3 separate regions of the Mus musculus genome follow, and all the other regions are linked to region 3. Evidence: chromatin contacts called from public promoter capture Hi-C data. All regions are on one chromosome and are shown on one strand. The core of a region is the stretch at or near the end of the contact, and the rest is flanking DNA. Distances in the headings are between cores, read along the strand shown.

Region 1 (4,008 bases), core at 1,308-3,807, 5.6 Mb after region 3:
GGGATCAGTTATGCATTTACTTCAGTATCAGATCATTTAACAAGCCGACCAGGTGAGTGAAAGACTCTGACATGGTCAGGCTTTTTTTTATTGTTGTTTTTTTTTTTTTCTCTTTTTCGAGACAGGGTTTCTTTGTGTAGTCCTGACTGTCCTGGAACTCACTCTATAGACCAGCCTAGCATTGAACTCAGAAATCTGCCTGCCTCTGCCTCCCAAGTGCTGGGATAGCAACAAAGGCCAAGAAGTACTTTCCTCTGGAAACACACACACAAACACACACTAACTAGTAGCTAAATAATAGAATAATTAACTTTTTTTTTTTTTTTTTGGCTTTTCGAGACAGGGTTTCTCTGTGTAGTCCTGGCTGTCCTAGAACTCGCTCTGTAGACCAGGCTGGCCTCGAACTCAGAAATCCGCCTGCCTCTGCCTCCCAAGTGCTGGGATTAAAGGTGTGCGCCACCACGCCCGGCTTAAATTTCTTCTTAAGACTCTGCTTGGACAGTAAATGTCATAAAATTCAACAATTGATAATAAGACTTGAGATGGGCATGGTACAGCATGCCTTTGATCTTAGTACTTGACAGGCAGAAGCTTTGTTCAAGTTCAGCCTGGTCTATAGATGCTGTCTTGACAAAGCAGTTAGGAGCACTGACTGTCCTTCCAGAGGTCCTGAGTTCAATTCCCAGCAACCACATGATGGCTCACAATTATTTATAACAGGATCTGATGCCCTCTTCTGGCCTGTAGGTATATATGCAGATAGAGCACTCATACATTAAATAAATATTTCAAAAAGAAAAACCAGAAGGGCTGGGGAAGAGAGAGAGAATCGGATTGTACTCTGAGGTCTTCACAGTGCTCTGTTTTCTGTGGTCTTCAGTGTCATGAGGTCTTTAGAGGCAGCCCACCACTCCCTCTTTCACCTTTAACCACAGCCAGAGAAAGGGAAGAGATTCCTGGAGACTCAACCATGAAGATGGGGTTTAGAGCCGAATTGAAGGGCCACAGACATGGCTCAGTGGGTCAGGTGCTTGCTACAAAGTTCTGAGTTCCATTCATGGGACCCACACTGTGGGACAACAAAAGTGGTTGTAAGTTGTCCTCAGACCTCCACCCACACAGCACACACACCCACACACACACACACACATATAGAAAGTCAAGAGAGGGTGGGTGGCTATGGGGGACTTTTGGTATAGCATTGCAAATGTAAATGAGCGAAATACCTAATAAAAAATGGAAAAAAAAAAAAAAGAAAAAAAAAAAGAAGATAAAAAAAAAAAAAAGAAAGTCAAGAGAAAAGCTCCTACCACTAGCAACAGGCAACAGACAAGTAGAAGACAATAGAAATCATGTGTATACGTCGTTCTAAGCACTATGAGGTAGAGGATAATTGTTATATGCGGGGCCTGTGATGACCTAAGTCCTCTTAAGATGACTGATCTCTAGGCCTCATGTGGTAGAGAGAGCCGGCGTCCCCAAGTTGTCCACTGACTTCCATCTGTATGCTGGGGCATGCATCCACTCCCCACTCCCACATGCTCACATAAGCATACACATAAAATAAAATGTAATAAAAAGTAAGGCACTGTCAGGTATACAGTGTCATTTTTCAAAGGATAGTAGCTTATTTAAAAATGTAATGAACAAAAAAGTTTTATTTTAAATCTTATTTATTTTTTCCTATTTAATTTGTTTATTTTGTTTTGGGGGCAGGGTTTGCTTGCATAGCCTTGGCTCTCCTAGAACTAGCTTTGTAGTTCAGGCTGGCCTCAAACTCACAGAGATCTACCAGCCTCTGCCTTCCTAGTGCTGGGATTGAAGGGGTGTGCCACCACTGTCAGACTTTTTTTTTTTAAAGATTTATTTATTTATTTATTATTTATGTATTTGGTTTTCAAAACAGGGTTTCTCTGCATAGCCCTGGCAAGATTTATTTATCTTATGTATATGAGTACACTACACTGTAGCTGTCTTCAGACACACCAGAAGAGGGTATGGGATCCCATTACAGATGGTTATGAGCCATCATGTGGTTGCTGGAAATTGAACTCAAAAAACTCTGGAAGAGCAGCCAGTTCTCTTAACCACTGGGCCATCACTCCAACCCTAACCTTTAGTTTTTAGAAGATAACTCTGGCCAGGCGTGGTGCAACACGCCTTTAATCCCAACACTTGGGCGGCAAAGGCAGGTGGATTTCTGAGTTCGAGGCCAGCCTGGTCTACAGCATGAGTTCCAGGACAGGCAGGGCTACACAGAGAAACCCTGTCTCGAAAAACCAAAAAAAAAAAAAAAAGAAGAAGAAGGAGGAGGAGGAGAAGAAGAAAACTCTGTAAAGTCCTTTCTTCCACCACATGAGTCGCAAGGCTCAAAGTCTGTTCATCATTTTAGGAGAAAGCGCTTTTACTTGCTCAGCCATCTCAGCTGCCCTTACCTATTAGGGTGGGGGTGGGGCCTGGGGGGACGTTCCCTAGGTGCATTGCCACGGAGTAAAGAAAAACTACATTTCCCATGATGCCCCATACAGGAAGGAAGTGATCTTGGTCACCTCCCGTCATTGCTTATAGACCGGAAGCCGCTGCCTTAGTTCTCTTTCCCGTCTTGCAAGGTAGGAATGGCGGGCGTCTGTGTGGCAGCGGCTTTCGGGACCCCAATCCTCGTCCATCCGAAATTGGGGGACATCCGGGGATCACTACCCAGGGCCGCCTATGGTCGGGATCATTCGCCAGATCTCTCGGGAGCTTCATTTCTGTCAGCGTGGGTTGGCGGGGGGCTAAGAACGAGCGTAGCGCCCGAGATGGTCGCTGGGCCCTGCCGGCTGCCGTAACCTGGGGAGGGTTGGAGGGCCTGTGTTGCGACTTGCGACCCTGCAGTGGGGGTTCCAGAACCTTCTGTTGAGCCTGTCTTGGCCACGTTGGGCTTCGCGACTGAAGGTGGGGAACCGCGTCCCCGGAAGACGACCGGAGAGCACCGCTGTCGGCTACTTTGCGGAGCTGGGGCCATCGTGGTGGCTTCGGGACCTAGGGCGACACCAGAGGGGGAGGTCTCGGGTGTTCCGTGCTGGTGCATGGGTTTGGATTTATGGCAGGCCCGTTCCCCTGGGTCTGTCATAGTGTCCCGTGCTAGAGCAACCCGTGGCCCCGAACCATTGCCTGGCCTCTGCCTGTAGGCTGCTGGCACTGAAGTGGGTCGCACAGAAGAGCCTCGAGATTCTGGGCTTCCTTGCCTGTGTAGACACTAGCAAAGATTGTCTTTGGTTTTCTGATTCACAAAAATGGAAGAATAAGATAAGGAACCACAAAAAAGTTTTTTAGCAAAAAAAAAAAAACAAAAAAACTAATAGTGCTAGATACTTAACCCTGTGTTTGGAAGGAAGAGGCATTGCAAGCATCAGAGGATGGTTTTCATACTAGCTTGTTGACAAATGGTTGATGAAATGCCTTTATTGTTTATATCCCTAGATGGCGGGTGAAAAAGCGCCTGATACAAAGGAGAAGAAACCTGCGGCCAAGAAGGCTGGCAGTGATGCTGCTGCCTCCCGGCCCCGGGCCGCCAAAGTAGCCAAAAAGGTTCACCCTAAGGGTAAAAAGCCCAAGAAGGCGAAGCCCCATTGCAGCCGAAACCCTGTCCTGGTGAGAGGAATTGGCAGGTACTCCCGATCTGCTATGTACTCCAGGAAGGCCTTGTACAAAAGGAAATACTCGGCTGCCAAGACCAAGGTAGGAGAGGGAACGGATGGCCCACTATGATGCCTTATTCCTGCGTTTGAGGTCTGGCAGGATCCTGGATTGATGGGTTTGTCTTTGTAGGTTGAGAAGAAGAAGAAAAAAGAGAAGGTCCTTGCTACTGTCACCAAAACAGTTGGTGGGGACAAGAACGGTGGCACCCGGGTGGTGAAGCTTCGAAAAATGGTGAGATCTAGTTTGGGTTGCTTTCCTTGGGGTTAGGGTTGAGGCTTGTCTGAAAGAGGCTATGTCAGTCAAGTCTAGTTGGGATAAGCTCTCAGG
Region 2 (3,943 bases), core at 1,220-3,719, 5.8 Mb after region 3:
TCCGTAATGGGATCTGATGTCCTCTTCTGGAGTGTCTGAAGACAGCTACAGTGTACTTATAATATAATAAATGAATCTTAAAAAAAAAAAAAGAGGCTGCAGAGATAGCTCAGCAGTTATGAGCTGTTTGCTCTGCCATAGGACCAGAGTTTGGTCCCCAGTGCTCACGCTGTGGTTTGAAATGTGCTGTGACTCAAGTCCAGGGATCTGACACACTCTTGTAGCCTCTGATAGCTGCAGGCACATATGTGGTGCACAGGCGTCCATGTAAGGGAGTGCCTGTACACATAAAAAGAATAGGGCAGGAGCGGGCTCCAGGGGTGTGAGCTTTGGATAAGCAAGCATGATGTCTTGGCTTCTGATCCTGAGCACACATGGGAAAGGCTGGGCTTGCCTTACTGTAGCTTCAAATGGAGGACGGCAGAAACTTGCTGGCTGCCAGCTCAGCTGAAAAAATAGCCAGCTCCACGTTCAGTTGAGAGACCCTCTCTCAGGTGAATGGGATGAGGACTGACAGAGAAGGACAAACAGCCACCTTCTCTCGCCTCTTCAGGTACTCATTACCCCCACACATGTATGCATACATACAAAAATACTGAAAACATTCTGTGTACTGCCTGGGTCTATGTAGTTAAAAATTCTGAGCCTAGGCAAGTCCTCTGGGTGTGTGCTGATTCAGGCGTGTGTATGTGTGTATGTGTGTCATTTTGAATGTAAACTTTAATTTAAAACATGTGTATAAGCATTTTGTCTGCATGTACAACTAACTGTGCAGCACCTGTATCCAGTGCCCAGAGGCCAGAAGAGGGCCTCAGATTCCCTGCAACTAAAGTTACCGACAGTTGTGGTGCTGGGAACTGAACCTTGGTTTGTTTTCCTTCCATTTTTCCTTCCTTCCTCTTCCTCCTCTTTTTCAAGACAGGGTTTCTCTGTGTAGCCCTGGCTGTCCTGGAACTCACTCTGTAGACCAGGCTGGCCTCAAACTCAGAAATCCACCTGCCTCTGCCTCCCAAGTGCTTGGACTAAAGGCGTGCGCCACCATGCCCTGGCAGCTTTCACATTTTTACAGTGGATTACAACCTTTCTGAAGCTGCAACCTTTTAACACAGGGCCTCATGTTGTGGTGACCCCTACCCCCAACCATGAAATTATTTCATTGCTACTTCATAACTGTAACTTTGCTCATGTTACCAATTGTAAACATCTGAAATAGAATGAATGAGGGTCACGAACCACAGGTTGAGAACCACTGTGGTAGACAGAGAGACCCTCCACACTTTGGGTATTGGAGTGCCCACACACATATATACAGAAACACACATGAAATAACCAATGGTAAGCTTTTAAAACTTGTAAGGGACACATTCAAACAGTTATACATCTGTACAGGGTACTATGTATTGCCCCATACTTGTATACATTGTGTAATGTTTAAATCCCTAAGCTAAATCAGCTCAAACATGTACCATTTCTTCTCCCTCTCTTTTGAGACAGGGTCTTCCTATGTAGCTAGCCCAGTCTGGCCCTTACTAGCCTCTTGTCTTAGCCCCTTCAGTGCGGTAGTTACGGATATACACCTTACATACCGCTAAAGCTACAAGATTCACTGGTCTGTGAAAGTGTTACAAACGCCAAATCCAGTTACATGCAGCTGGAGAAGAGGAGCCATGAACTGAGGGAAAAATTGTTGGGGCAAGGAGGAATGCCAGCCAAATAGGGCAAGCAACCACTTGGTGGGAGAACCTTTTTATTTTTATTTCTATCCATTTCTTTATAGGGACAGGGTCTCTACATAGCCTTGGCTGTCCTGGAACTCATTATGTAGACCAGGCTAACCTCGAACTCAAGGAGATCCGCCTGCCTCTGCCTCCCGAGTGCTGGGGATACCTTTAGCTCCTTGTCATTATCGCCGCCCAAATAGCACTCATAACTCTGGGCCGTGCGAATTGTAAATCTGTACAAAGAAAGCTCATTATACCGTCTAGTGCCGTGGGAATGTTAAAAGCAACCTACTTAAAGAGCTTGCACTAGTGTCTAGCCACGCACAGCACTGAGTTCAGGGAACGGGTGGAGGAGGGCTCGCAGGCTTTTTCTACAGTTTCACTGTTGGGCAAGCACGCTCCCAGGGCTCCCACTCAACAAGTTCCAGGTTGCTTCACCATCAAGGGCCAAAACCAACTGGTTCTTCTAGCTGTTACAGTCAGTGAGATTAAACCGCACTCTCTCTCCACGCCTTCAACCACAACAACCGCCCCTGGGGTCCCGATGACTCCGCAGGCAAAAAAAAAAAAAAAAAAAAAAAAAATCAAACCACAGCGCCAATTAAAGGAGAGGCGAGCCACCCTTTCTACGCAGGCGCACTCCGCCGTACCTCCCCTCCACTATCGCGATAGGTCGGCGAGCTCGACGCTGGCCCTTTAACGGCCCCTTCCCGGGGGCCTGCTCAGCGCTTGCGCACTGAGGTTCTGCGCTTGTCATCATGGCGACGCGGGGCCATGTGCAGGACCCTAACGACCGGCGCCTCCGGCCCATTTACGGTGAGTACCCCGGAGTCGGTCTGTTAGCCACCGCGGCGAGACAAAGCGTGCCCCGGTTCGGGCGAAGGCCAGGGAGGGTCGCTGGGGTCGCGCGCGGGGTGGGGCGGCGAGGGGGCGGACCGCGCGGGGCGCTAGGCCGCAGCCTCGCCCTCGCTTAGGCGCGGACCCCGGCGTCGCTGGACCCGGAGGCGACAAGACAACGGTGGGTGCGCGCCGCTGTCAACTCTGTGCGGATCGCGCCGCCGCTTGGAGACCAGCGCTCCCGGCAGGTTGTTTTATTCCAGCCGCTCCCGAGGAACCCCCGCGCGGTCTTTTCTTGCAGGTGACAAGCGGCTCAGGCGCGACGGTGGGAGCGCTCGCCTCCGGAAGGGAGATACCCCAGTGATGATTGCTCTGGGTACCAGGATGAGGATCCGGGGAGGGCTGTCTTACAGAATGTAGTCTAAGTGCACGTGGGGAAACTGAGACCCGGAGAAGGGAAGGGGCTGATGCAAGGTCACTGAGACCCGAGTCCCATCCTGATGCAGGAACAGCTGTTCTGGGCACACGTGGGAGGCGGGGGGGAGGGGGTCGCGGGCCCCGAATAGCGGGCAAGAGATGGCAGGAGCTGGTGTTGCCGGAGCGGCCGGCCAGGCTGCTGGAATGGAAGGTTTTTTGTTTTTTTTAACCTTTCAGCACCGTGTCTGAGGTTTATTCTCTGCCTCTTGACTTCCTCGTGCTTTTGCTTGCGTTGAACCCTCCTCACGGCGCGCATCCCAAACCCCGCAGGCTTTCAAGATGTGTCTTTATCGTCATCTTCCCACCGTAATAGAATAAAAAGAATCACCAAACTGAGTCAGAGAGAAAACACTTTGCAGTGACTGAGATGTTCTGTTATTGGAAGCGGTGCCTTATTTATTTATTTATTTATTTTATTTAATTTTGCCATGTCTCGCTCGCCTCGTTGATGGTTGTATGGTCTTGTCTCAGGTAATGATGAGGAAGGAAGCTTTATCAAGGTCAGTGCTTTTTTTTTTTTTTTTTTTTTGGCTACAGCAGACCTCACGTTTTCAGTGTGGCTATGGGTTTTGGGCTCTTTCGTTTTTAGGGGTTTTCCTCTCCCCTTGGCAGAATGGGTGCTTGTGTCTCTAGCAAATTGGTACATATGTGGGTTCTTGCTTGCCAGTTTGATGTCTGTGCACCACGTGCATTCCTGGTGCTTGAAGAGGGGCATCAGGATGTCCTGGATCTGTAGTTACAGACTGTTGTAAGCCAGGGTGTAGGTGCTGGGTCTGGAACAAGACCTCTCTATGTAGCCCTCGACTGCGTGGAACTCATAGAAATCACCAGCTTTCTGCCTTCCGAGTGCTGGGATTAAAGGTGCCACCAAACCCAGCTGCTCATTCCTTCCTTTTTTTTGAGACAGG
Region 3 (4,214 bases), core at 703-3,202:
CATTTGCGGCTGCTGCCCCTGCAGCTGCTGCCACCACTGCTGCCCCTGCGGCTGCTGCAGCCCCTGCCAAAGCTGAAGCAAAGGAAGAGTCGGAGGAATCAGATGAGGATATGGGATTCGGTCTCTTCGACTAATCCCGCCAAAGCAACCAAGTCAGCCTGCTTAATTTGAGAAAGATGGAAATAAAGGCTTACTTCTCTTAAAACTCCGGTCTGGATTTATTTAGTTTGTTCACTTAAGCAGGATGAAAAAGCAAAACCGCTACTGTTTACTTTGTGTTGGCATCTTTGTTTCTAAAATTAAAGCTCCTAGTGTTTTTGTGGGCTTTGTTTGTTTTTTGAGACAGTCTCTTGACTTGGTGCCATAGCTAGTCTGGGACAAAGATTTTCCAGGTGTGAATTAAAGGTGTATGTCATCAAGCCCCAAGCCTGGCCTTTATATTCCTATGGTAGTCCATGTTGGATATATATCATATGTATACATAATATATATGTATACTAAGCTCAATGGTTAAGAGACCTATGAGCCATACCAAATCTATATGGTTTGGTATCTGGGTCTGCTTTCTGTATATCACTGGATGTCCAAGCCATTGTTCATAGGTAGCCTTACTGCTCCAAGGCAGAGTGATGCAGGTCCAGAGCCCTGTTGCTTAAGGCTGAGGCAGGGGTAGAAGGCTGGGTTTGAGCTAGGCGTGGTTTAAGGACTGAAGTCTGAGAGGGCCTGAGATGGTGATACTGAGCTATGGCAAGGAGTATCCAGGTGAGTGGTGATTGAACTCGGGCCTGATTGTGCCTTTTGAGATGAGGATTGGTGTAGAAGTTGATCTGCCTCAGCCTTCTGCCTGCAGTAATTGAGTCACTGCTGTGTGTTTAGTAATGAAGTTATACTTGTGTTTGTGTAGTTTAGATGTGTAGTTGAGTTTCCACGTGCTGGCTAAAGTTTTTTCTTGGTAGATTAAGTCTTGAATACAGGGGCAGTTAATAACTAGCCACTAAGGTGTGCATGTAGGGTTGCTTTGATGTACTAATCGGGGGTGCAAACTAGAATAACTTGCTATGTAAAAAGCTGCTGCAAGAGCTAAAATACTGCCTGTGCATCACAGGTAACTAGACAAAAAGTTACCCTAGAATTGCAACCTCTAACCCGATAGTAGTTTGATGTTGGTTCATATAGGCATTCAGTAAGTGTTAAGTCTGAAAAGCTGAGGATTTAAAAAATGGGCTCTAACAAGTAGGTGAATACTGTATCAAATGCAATGCCCTATTGCTATCATTAACCTTGTGACGTCACTATACATCTATGTGTGTGTATATATATATTTTTTTTTCTTCTCCCTCCCTCACCCCCCAGGGTTTCTCTGTGTAGCCCTGGCTGTCCTGGAACTCACTTTAGACCAGGCTGGCCTTAAATCCGCCTACCTCTGCCTTCCGAGTGCTGGGATTAAAGGCGTGCGACACCACGCCCGGCCCCCCATCTGTATAGTTGCCACTGCTGAGGGCCAAGAAGCCTGGAGACCGCATTCTCCAAGCACACTCTTGAGTTATAGTAAAAATTCAATAATTGTCCTAAGACATCGAACTCTTCCTCAACCCTGTCCCTAGCTGTCTGCAGTTGAGGCTCCCAGCAGGTCACGCAATTCCCGGGTCATCCCTGCATCCCTCCCGCGTACCTCACCATCACCTGTTCTAACCTCCAAGCCTCTTGGGCCTGAGACTAGTCTTTGGGTTCATTCCTGGGGCCTAGGAAACAGCACGATGGGGGGTGTCGGTGCTGGACCCGGGATCCCCCCAAGGATGCCAGAGCTGCAGGGCGCTGTCCGGGGGAGGCCGAATCGAGGAGATCCCGCGCCCAGGGGCTGCAGAGCACGACCTGCGGCCGCCCTCCCGCCCGGGGGCGCCAGGCCTCGCCTTGCCGCGTGGGCCCTGCTGTGACCCGGAAGCGCTCCGGAAGCGGTTCCGGACTGGGCGCCGGCAGGATGGCGGCGGACACGCAGGTGAGGCGGGCGGCTGCGGCGGCCAACGCGGCGGGCGGCGGGGACCGGACCCGGAGCGCGGGCAGTGGGGCGGCGGGATTGCCCGGGCGGAGGCTGCGGCGCCCACGGCCGCGGAGGGCGCAGACGGAAGCGGCGGCGCGGGGGAAGGGGGCGGCGGCTGCTCGCGGCTCGAGGCTCCGGCCGGCCTGGGCGAGCAGAGCGACCCTGGACTCGAGCATCTTGCCATCCGCTTGGCTTCGGGGTAGCGGGTGCCGTGCTGGGGCTGTGCGGGTCCCGGCGGTGGCAGAGCTTACACTCGGCGTCGGCTACGGTTCTCCGGAGCCCGCGGGGCGATGCAGAGGCCCCCCGACTCTGTGCCCACACTCGGAGCGTAGCCTTTTTATGTCCATACGGGTTCGGAGTTGAGCCTCCGCTCGTTGGTTTCGTCAAGGCGTTGGATCAATGACATCACCCCTCAGGGTCTCGGTCCTTTTAACATTTGGTGGTGGTGATAATACCGATATCCTATGTTATTTTATGGGAAGATGTATTGAGACAAAATAGTAGGGTCCCATGTGGGTTTGCTGGGTGTTAACTGGGTCCTGGGTGAGATCTCAAAATGTCTTCACCTGCGAAGAGTCGTGACACCGTTGTGCGTTCACACCTGTGGGTACCTTGCAGTTCAGGGAGGCGTTGAGGCTACCCCCTTCTCCATCTCAGCCTCTTTTGTAGCCTCGTGGAAGGATGAAATAATAAATAAGAAACATAATTTTTTTTTCTCTCCATGTCTCCATCCCACCCTCCCTTTTCAAAAATGTAGATCAAGGCCAGGTAGTGGTGGCGCGGTGGTGGCACGTCTCTAATCCCAGCACTTGGAAGGCAGAGGCAGGTGGATCTCTGAGTGCCAGTCCAGCCTGGTCTACAGAGGGAGTTCCAGGCAGACATGGGTACACACACACACACAAAACCCCTGTCTTGAGAAACAAACAAATTAAAAATATATATATATAGTGAGTTGGCTTTGAACTTGTAGCCATCTTGCCTGTGGCTTCTTAATGGGTGGGTGGGGGGCTTACCCTGCCTGGCAGGAACGTATTTAAAAAACAGTTTGAGTCTCTGGGGTGAGATTAATTGATTTTTATGTTTGATCCTCAAGGCCCGCCAAAGAGGAGCCATTTAACCTGATCATTAAAAAGATGCTTTGCAAGGGTCTTCAGTAAAAGGGTTTGGTAATTTGTTTAGACAGAGCTGCGTCTTAGTGAATCCTAAGAAGGGAAGTTACTTAATGTTTCTGAATATTTAAGAATCTTCTCCCTAGAGTTGTGTTATTTAGTAGTAGGTTACCTAACTGTGCTATCAAAAGAGCCGTAAAGCTTACTTAAGTTCGTCAGAATTAAATGAAATTTAAAAATTCGGTTCTCCACCTGTGCTTCAAGTGATTTGTCCTTCATGTCTTCAGAGCAGCCACATCAGGTTTGTCATTTCAGAAAATCCTCTCTTGGGCAGTGGTGTCTGCAGAGATATCGGTGGACTTGGGAGGTGTGAGAGCTGATCTTTCCAATGCCCAGTGTGACTCCTAGAGGCTCTTAGCATATAAGGTTTCCAGTGGGAAACTTTTCCTATCTTACTTTGTAGCGCTGGGGACCCAGCCCAGGGCCCTCACGCTTGCTGGGCAAGGGCTGAGCAACAAGCTATTCCTAATCTGGCAACTTCTGATTAAGGAAAAGAGCTTCGACTTCCTTGTCAAATATGAAAAGTTCCTGCATATTTGTGAGAGAACTATCACTATGAGTTTAATGCTTTGTTATTGCCCAGCGTGGTGGCACAGGGGTTTTGTTGTTTTGTTTTTTTGTCACAGTACTCGGGAATCAGAGACAGCAGGATCTCTCAAAGTTCCATGCCATCCAAGGCTGCACTGTGATAAGACCTTGTCTCTAAAAAAAAAAAATAAAGAAAATAAAAGGAAGTTTAATGTTACCATATTGGAAGGCAGAGGGTAGTACATATGCATTATTTTCTCAAACCTCAGTAAGGTTGGTAAAGCATTTAAAAAATTATAATACGGGGCCAGCAAGATGTTTTATTGGGTAAAAGTGCTTGTTGATGTGCCAGCAAAATGGCCTGAGTTTTGACCCCTGTATCCCTTGGTGGAAGGAGAGAACTGATTCCTGAAAGTTGTCCTCTGACCTGTGCACGCATGAGCGCACGTGTGTGTACACACACACACACACACCATGGC

Evidence for each region. Promoter capture Hi-C pulls out the DNA fragments that hold promoters and counts their contacts.
Region 1: a promoter capture Hi-C map of maxillary cranial neural crest shows a contact between it and region 3. The contact joins the promoter of Rpl6 here to the promoter of Gcn1 in region 3. A contact is called at or near these places in 4 of 39 promoter capture datasets (the HPC-7 cell line, cranial neural crest, maxillary cranial neural crest and 1 more).
Region 2: a promoter capture Hi-C map of cranial neural crest shows a contact between it and region 3. The contact joins the promoter of Naa25 here to the promoter of Gcn1 in region 3. A contact is called at or near these places in 2 of 39 promoter capture datasets (cranial neural crest and frontonasal cranial neural crest) and 1 of 484 Hi-C or Micro-C datasets (B cells).

What each region holds. Positions count from the first base shown.
Region 1 is chr5:121,201,944-121,205,951 of GRCm38.p6, forward strand. Rpl6 (ribosomal protein L6) reads left to right here and starts at 2,558. Exons shown (of 7, transcript NM_011290.5): 1 at 2,558-2,609; 2 at 3,463-3,720; 3 at 3,811-3,912. The coding sequence starts at 3,463. It overlaps LOC115490270 (a small nucleolar RNA gene), which reads left to right and starts at 3,067; the gene lies at 3,067-3,200.
Region 2 is chr5:121,395,526-121,399,468 of GRCm38.p6, forward strand. Naa25 (N(alpha)-acetyltransferase 25, NatB auxiliary subunit) reads left to right here and starts at 2,470. Exons shown (of 24, transcript NM_172722.4): 1 at 2,470-2,537. The coding sequence starts at 2,480.
Region 3 is chr5:115,563,311-115,567,524 of GRCm38.p6, forward strand. It overlaps Gcn1 (GCN1 activator of EIF2AK4), which reads left to right and starts at 1,953. Exons shown (of 58, transcript NM_172719.2): 1 at 1,953-1,996. The coding sequence starts at 1,979. Rplp0 (ribosomal protein, large, P0) reads left to right here. Exons shown (of 7, transcript NM_007475.5): 7 at 1-419. The coding sequence ends at 134.